2 separate regions of the Anas platyrhynchos genome follow, and region 2 is linked to region 1. The links are chromatin contacts, called in public Hi-C maps. All regions are on one chromosome and are shown on one strand. Each heading gives the region's core, a stretch centred on a gene start, on an enhancer-like site or on the middle of the called end of the contact. The rest is flanking DNA. Distances are from core to core; before and after follow the strand shown. Region 1 has its middle 4.5 kb from the start of PSEN2. Region 2 overlaps ITPKB (inositol-trisphosphate 3-kinase B).

What was found. Hi-C and Micro-C count contacts between places; a contact is called where the count stands out from the background.
Region 2: a contact with region 1 is called in a Hi-C map of subcutaneous adipose tissue, with 1.9 times the contacts expected there. The contact joins two enhancer-like sites. A contact is called at or near these places in 3 of 8 Hi-C or Micro-C datasets (F1 follicle, skeletal muscle and subcutaneous adipose tissue).

What each region holds. Positions count from the first base shown.
Region 1 is chr3:19,945,561-19,949,053 of IASCAAS_PekinDuck_T2T, forward strand. No RefSeq gene overlaps it. Among named protein-coding and RNA genes, the nearest start is that of PSEN2, 4.5 kb to the left of the region's middle. Within about 2 kb of position 2,076, at least 2 of the 8 cell types and tissues checked have an H3K27ac peak or open chromatin away from gene starts, as enhancers often do. A contact at or near this core is called in subcutaneous adipose tissue, where this site is marked.
Region 2 is chr3:19,993,863-19,997,210 of IASCAAS_PekinDuck_T2T, forward strand. All of the region lies in intron 2 of ITPKB (inositol-trisphosphate 3-kinase B), which reads left to right. Among named protein-coding and RNA genes, the nearest start is that of ITPKB, 33 kb to the left of the region's middle. Within about 2 kb of position 1,454, at least 5 of the 8 cell types and tissues checked have an H3K27ac peak or open chromatin away from gene starts, as enhancers often do. A contact at or near this core is called in subcutaneous adipose tissue, where this site is marked.

The DNA of each region.
Region 1 (3,493 bases), core at 826-3,325:
TTAACAGACTCTTTGAGCAAACCCCCACACTGTATTTATATTGTCGTCAAAATATTTCTGTTTTTTCTCTCTTCTTTAAACAGATTTGTGAAGCCATTTCCTTGAAGGATCTCTCACAGATAATGTAAAGCATGCCAGTTCCCAAAACGATTGTGTGACAAGCTGCATCACAACTCTATGATTTGGGGGATCACAGTCTCGCCAGAAGCAGTTGTTGCCATACTTCTGGTTGTTCTGAAGCACCTAAGGACTGTCCTGGTTTTGACTATAGGATAGAGTTAATTTTCCTCCTAGGAGCTGGTATGGTGCTGTGTTTTGGATTTAGGATGAGAATAATGTTGATAACACCCTGATGTTTTAATTGTTGCAGAGCAGTGCTTACACTAAGCCAAGGATTTTTCGGCTTCTCACACTGTCCTGCCAGAGAGGAGGCTCGGGGCACACAAGTTGCTGAGAGGGGACAGATCCAGGACAGCTGACCCAGACTGGCCAAAGGTACATTCCATTCCATATGGTGTCATGCTTTTATTATTATTATTATTTTCTTTCTTTTCTGTCCTAACAAACTGTCTTTATCTCAGCCCACAAGCTTTTACTTTTTTTCTGATTCTCTCCCCCATCCCACTGCACAGGGAGGGTGAGCAAACAGCTGCGTGGTGCTTAGCTGCCAGCTGGGTTAAACCACAAGAAGGACATGCTGTGGAATTGCCCTACTTTGTTCAATTTTTGTACTTACAGCTTTACAGTAGGAGGTCCTGGGGAGCTTTTGGTCATAAACTGTTACAACCATCCAAATATATGCAAGGAATTGTGACTGTTTTATTTCAGGAGGTACAAAAGCTGCAAATAGAACTACTGATAAAAATTCAAACACAGAAATGTTCCCTTGGCTTTCAAATGGAAACAGATACAACACCATCTCTAATAAATAAATAAATAACCTCTTATGCTTATCCAGAAGATATGAGTAGGGCCAGGCCTAGTGTATCTGAGGTTTTATACTAGAATAGACAGTACTTTGAAAGAGTCTTGCTTGGTCTACTCCACTCAGTAAATCTCTAGTCCCTCAAGGGAAGTTGATTATTGAATAACAAAGTAAACCTCTTCCTCACAACTTAAGGAAGTCTACTCATTTGTTAAATTATTTAGCATGCAGTCAGGGCTCATGATGGAGTGCCAGCTATGGAATGGTTTCATTTAAATTGTAAGAAGATACTGACCAGTGGGCAGCTGACACTGTTATGAGTGTTCATGCTGAACATGTCTCCCATGGTGTTACACAGACCTAAGTCTCATGGTCCATTGATTCCAGCATTTGTAGCATCATAGAAACCGTGTAGGTGGCTGCTTTCTAATGTATGTAGAAATGAGTTAAACATGAGATCGGAATCAAACAGACAAGGCCAAGGTATTGGCAGCAGAAGGGGAATTAAATCTGATGAGGTCTGCGGTCAGAAAGCAAACAGTGATACATCCAGATCAATGTAGTATCAGCAACGTCTTGCTCATTCAAACAGCTTGTCCTGTCTCCTCATATGTGTGTTTTGTACAGTTCTGCTAAATAAATAAAGTAAAATAAATCAAGTACCTTCTTAGGAGGCAAATGCATTAACCTGCAATGGAGTATTATGCCTTTAAAGCTATTGGTATCTCTTTTGCTTTCCAGATTTCAGGACAAATCCTTCAGGCAATACCAGACTCCAAGAAGTCAGCAGATCTGTTTGCATGACTAAAAATCCTTTGAGTTAGCGCTGCTCTGAAGTCGATGATAAATCAATAGTGACTTTGGCTGAAATTAGGTCACTCCTAGAGAAAAGGAAAACACGTGCCTAACATCTTTTAGGAATGCAGATGGCAGACAAAGCAAGGTGTTCCCCATAACAGTGCAGATGAACCTGTACCATTTATTTGGGCCTTCTGCTCGTGTAGCCACCATGGGGAGGATGTGGGTGAGATGTGTAAGTTATACATTAACATTGAAATAAGTGTTTCCACGTTGTATTTCAAGGAGGCAGACTGCTCCATATCCTATAACAGAAAGTCTCACTGTATACACTAGGGGGCAGAGGCCTTCTGTGCACGGACATCTCTGCAGTTGGATTAGCTGTTTGACACGAGCACAATTCCAGTCTGAACTCTGTTACACATTGTGATAATCCTTGGAGATTTTATTGTCATCAGATTCCTGCGAAATACATTAGGTGCACCTATAGCCCTCTGTGGAGAACTAATCTGTGAAATGTCTCATGTTGCAAAGCTCCTGGCACTACCAGAGCTGTTGTTCTGAGACCAGTTGTTTGTCAGATTACACCATGCTATTCACACGCTTGGTTTTAGCTCTGCTAGTTTCTGCTGCTGCTGTTGTATTGTGGCTAGTGTGCCCATTGCTGGAGCTACAACTGTAGCAGCAAAAGCAAGAAATCAGAGAATGCAGCAAAAATATATTTGTCGTTCCCCTGTAGGGTAAGGGGGAAACGTCCTATTTTGTTTTTTGTTAAAAAACAAAACCCACAAGGCTTTATTTCCCTCTGTTTCTTAAATTTACTCCTGTCTTCATGTTAAGCAGCAGCTTTCCAAGGGATCCGCTGTCATACTTCTGTAAGTTTCTTTACATGGAAGCACTTGGAATAGTTTATTTTAATAACTTTTAAAGTAAATTAATTAAGTTTGTTTTTAAACCCTTCCCCTTCAGCAGGAGTGGCCATTCCTAAAATAGCCTTCTCAGGCATGTAGTTTATTTAACTTTGCATTAATACCATTTAATCAAGCCTTGAATTAGGTTTTGAAACAACTCAGTTAAACTGGTTCAAGCCAGTTTGATTTTCAGTTGTGCAGTAGCTGAAGAGTTTATTTCATTTTAAGATAAATAAGAGAGTTCACATGGGTTTCCTACTGATCAGACAAAGGAGTTCTAAGTCAAATTTACGGTTAAACCACCGCAGCTTTTCGAAACCTTAGGGTTTTTATTTTTCTTCTTGTACAATGAAACCATAAGTTGAAAAAAAAAGAGAGAGAGAAAAAAAAAAAGCTTTTTGTATTGAGGAGGTTCAAGCTTAGGTCTCAAATTAAGGAAATGCTAATAACTAGCACCTCCTCATCTTCTTTATAACTTCCCCCCCTCATCACCATGTGACAACCAAAAATTGCTTCAAGAAGAACTTCGGAAGATTTTTATTTTTAAATTCTGCAAGGTCTTACACTTTGCTAATGAATCATACTCCTTATCTGTAATTTTTCACAAATGCAGTTGCGCTTGCCATTTTCCATTGCATTGCTGTATCTCACCCAGATCACCTTGGTGTTCCTCCCATGCTGTCCCAGCGGTATCACTGTACATCTCACAGCTGTTTTCATCTAACAGCAGCATGTGTTTCCAGAGCAGGAAAACTTTGCAGACATTTTGGGTGACACCCTTGGTCAAAAACAGTCTTCGTGAAACACTTGTGCTGCAATTCTCACAGACAGGCCAGAGCTGGCTGTTGCAGGTGCATAA
Region 2 (3,348 bases), core at 204-2,703, 48 kb after region 1:
ACCCTGCTGTTGGCAGCTTTCTGTGTGACAGGGACAGTGCGTTTGCAAAGTGGCACAGCTTGCTTTCTGCACATCTCCACTCCTTACTCCTTGTAAGGCTGAGGAACCTTGGGCATTGCATCCCCCGAGAGGCAGGGCCCCAGCAGCCCTGCACGTAGCTGGGGCTTTGTTCGCATTATCCCTGCAGAGTCTTCTCTTCCACCTGCCAAGCAGTGCTCGCAGTGGAGGCAAAGTCACCAGAAGGTATCTAGCCCCCAGGTAAAGCACTGACAGGTACCGTGAGCTCTAATTGATCTCGGTGTTACTCAGCCTGAGATGGTGCAAGTCTCAGCACCCTTCCGTAGAGAACAGGGCTGGCTTTTCGGAGTGGAAATCTCCGGGGCAGATGTGGGGAGATTTTATCATGCATCTCGCAGGTGAGATTACCTTTGTGTAGCCTCTTTCCATTCCCAACCAACAACAGGAGCAACCCTACCCCTTGGAGATGCCTTTGGGTTTGGGTTGGTTTGGTTGGTGTTGTTATTTGTGTGGTTTGATCCCTGACTGCAGTGGGAGGAGGCTGTGTGTGGAGCCACGCTGCTGAGCGCCGAGGCTGCCCGTGGTGGTGCTGGGGGATTTGCACTGTGGGGCAGGAGCTGCCTGCACAGGGACAAGACGGACGTCTCCTGGAGAGACCTGCCCCCCAGGGACACCAGTGACAGAGCTGGGAGACACAAGTGGCAGCTCTGGAGCCGTGACTGGGTCATGTTTCTGCTCACGCTGTGGTTCCTTGGCTGCTGCCTGCTGCTTTCTGCCCGCACTGCGAGGCACAGGGCTGCCCCAGTGAGAACAGCCGGGGATTTCTCATTTCATACCAACACCTCGCTCTGCGCTGGGGCTCTCTGGGGGGTGTAGCAGTGGCTGCACCACTTCCCAAGCGAGATCTGAACCCCGCGCACGCTCCTACCCTTCATTTCTGGCTCCTTTCTCTGCTTCTTCATTTAGCTGCAGCACGGCGTGCCCCGCAGGATCCTGCTGCGTCTTGCTGATCTCTTGATAGCTTGCTCGAGAAAGCCGCCTCCTGCTCTGCAAGCTTCAACTCTGTGTCATGGAAAAATGTAGAAGTGGGGCCAGCTGTGCGTCACTGGCTGTCTTGGCAACCTCCGCCTGCGCTCGGCTCGGTGATAGGTGTGCGGGGCTGTCCGTCTCGCGCAGCGGTGAAACGCAGCGTTCAGCATTCCCCCGGCCCTCGCCGATGTGGCCAGGGAAAATAAGGAAATAGCAGGGCTTGCTGCTGTCCCCGCAGCCTGCTGGGTGCTAACAAAGCGGGAGCTCGGGAGCTCGGTGAGGGATTTCATCCGTCTTCAAAGCAGGAGCAGATGCAGCAGGCACTGGGCCATCATGCTCGTATCAGTACAGGAAAAACACCGAATCTCTTCAAAGCTGCCTCAGTGCTTCCTATTTGTGCATTAACAAGGTGTGTTTTGCTGTAGCACCAAATGTCAACAAGTAACGAAGACCTCGTAAGGTTGCTCTGTAGTCAAGATTAAGCAATAGGAAGCCGTGAGCCGCCTGGGTGCCTTCTGAGCCCACCAAAACCCCTCCTGAATTGGTCGCAAAATGCACCGGGTTGCCCCCACGCTTGTTCTCTGGTAGGGGAAGGAGGTGGGTGCTGGGTCTGAGCACTGGGCGGGGAATTCAAGGAACTGTGCATGGCAGCTATTGATAACGTTTGCATTCAGCACTTGTGTTTCTTGCAAAATTCATTGCTGAACGGAGGGGCCAGTGGGCTCCTGCAGGCTACAAACACTCCCCCGAGCATCTGCAGCGGGCGCTGAGCTGTCGGGTGAGGTCCCAGCCATTTAACTTCTCACTGCACCCAGCTCACCCCCACCGCATTGGGAAGGAGCCTCCTTTTTCTCTCATTTTCTACTGAAAAAAAAAAAAAACACTAAAAATACCCCGTCGGAGATCTAGTGACTAAGTCCTTCGCGTGCTGCTAAACGAGCAGCAAAACAAGATGTCTGAGGGGAGATGACTAAATTTTTCTGCCTCCTCTTCTGCTTCCCTCAGCACTAAGCATGATCTCCTGAAGCAAGAGGACTTCGCTGCTGCCTACAGCCGCAGCCTCGGAGATCGTGGGCTTGCAAAGCCCCAGTCATATGGAGAACCAGGCGCCTTCCCTACACTAATTTCTCTTCTCCCTTGCTCTTCCTTCAAGATAAAATATAATTAGAAACACCAAGACACAATGAGCTAAGCTCTGTCTTTGTTCCACCCATGTTTATAATGGGTTCATTGTATTGCTTCCGCCAGCGCCTGAGTGATTATATGGCTAGATATAACAGCCTCCTACCCTTCTTATTTTCTCTTTTTCTTTTTTTTTTGACCAGAAAATGGCTTGAGCCTCCTCTTCAAATTTAACAGGGCTGTTCTGGGAAAGGCTGTCTGGATTTTCATATAAAAACTGTGACTTCTGCTTCTCGAAAGGATGCCACGGCTCATGGGTAACTCAGCTCCTCGCTAACCCCGTGCCCAGAGGCTGGTGCTGGAGTTATGTGCACAGCCACCGTGCCGTGCCATGTGCTAAAAGGAGCAACCTGCTTTTTCAGATCTCTAGGTGATTAAAATTGCCTGGGTGACCCGTGGGTGACATGCATGGGGCACGGTGACAGCACCACCGCGCTGCTCTCTCCCAGCACCCAGGGAAGGGGATGGCACTGCTCAGGAGGTGGGCTCTCCTCACACAAGGTTCCCCCTGTGCTGAGTCCCAGCAATCCCCCCCCATGTGCCTTTGCCAGCCTCAGCCCTGCAGGGTTATTTGGGGTCCCGAGGGAGGCTCTGAGCTGAGGCTGGGGCAGGGCATTCCTGCCTGAACATCGTCGGGTGTGCTTCAGGGGGCTCCTGGGACCCTGTCCCTTCCCCTGAGGGCTTTAGGGGGTGCAGCAGCTTTGCCAGCCCTGCTCACCGACCACAGCTTCAAAGGCAGAACCCAAGCGGCAGCTCCTCGCTAGCAAGAAACCTCCCTGCCTTCTGCCGTGATGGCTTCTCCCCCTGCCACCCTGCCGGGGTGCTGGCGGGGCGACGGCAGCAGCGCGCTCACCGGGTGCTCTTGCACCCAGCACATGTGGCAGGATGTTGGCTTTGGTGCAGGTCCGTACCCAGCCCTGCACAAGCTGTGCTGCATTGCTAAAACGGGCACCTTTCTGTGACTCAGAGCTGAAGTGGCGACGGGGTGCGCACGGGGCCCTGACCCTGGAAGTCAGGCGGAGAATAACTCGCTGCTGCTGCGGGGCTCCAGCCGTCAGGACGCCTGCTGTGCCTAGCTGCATTTCTCCCTTTCTCCAGTTCCTGGAGGTGCCTAGCAGC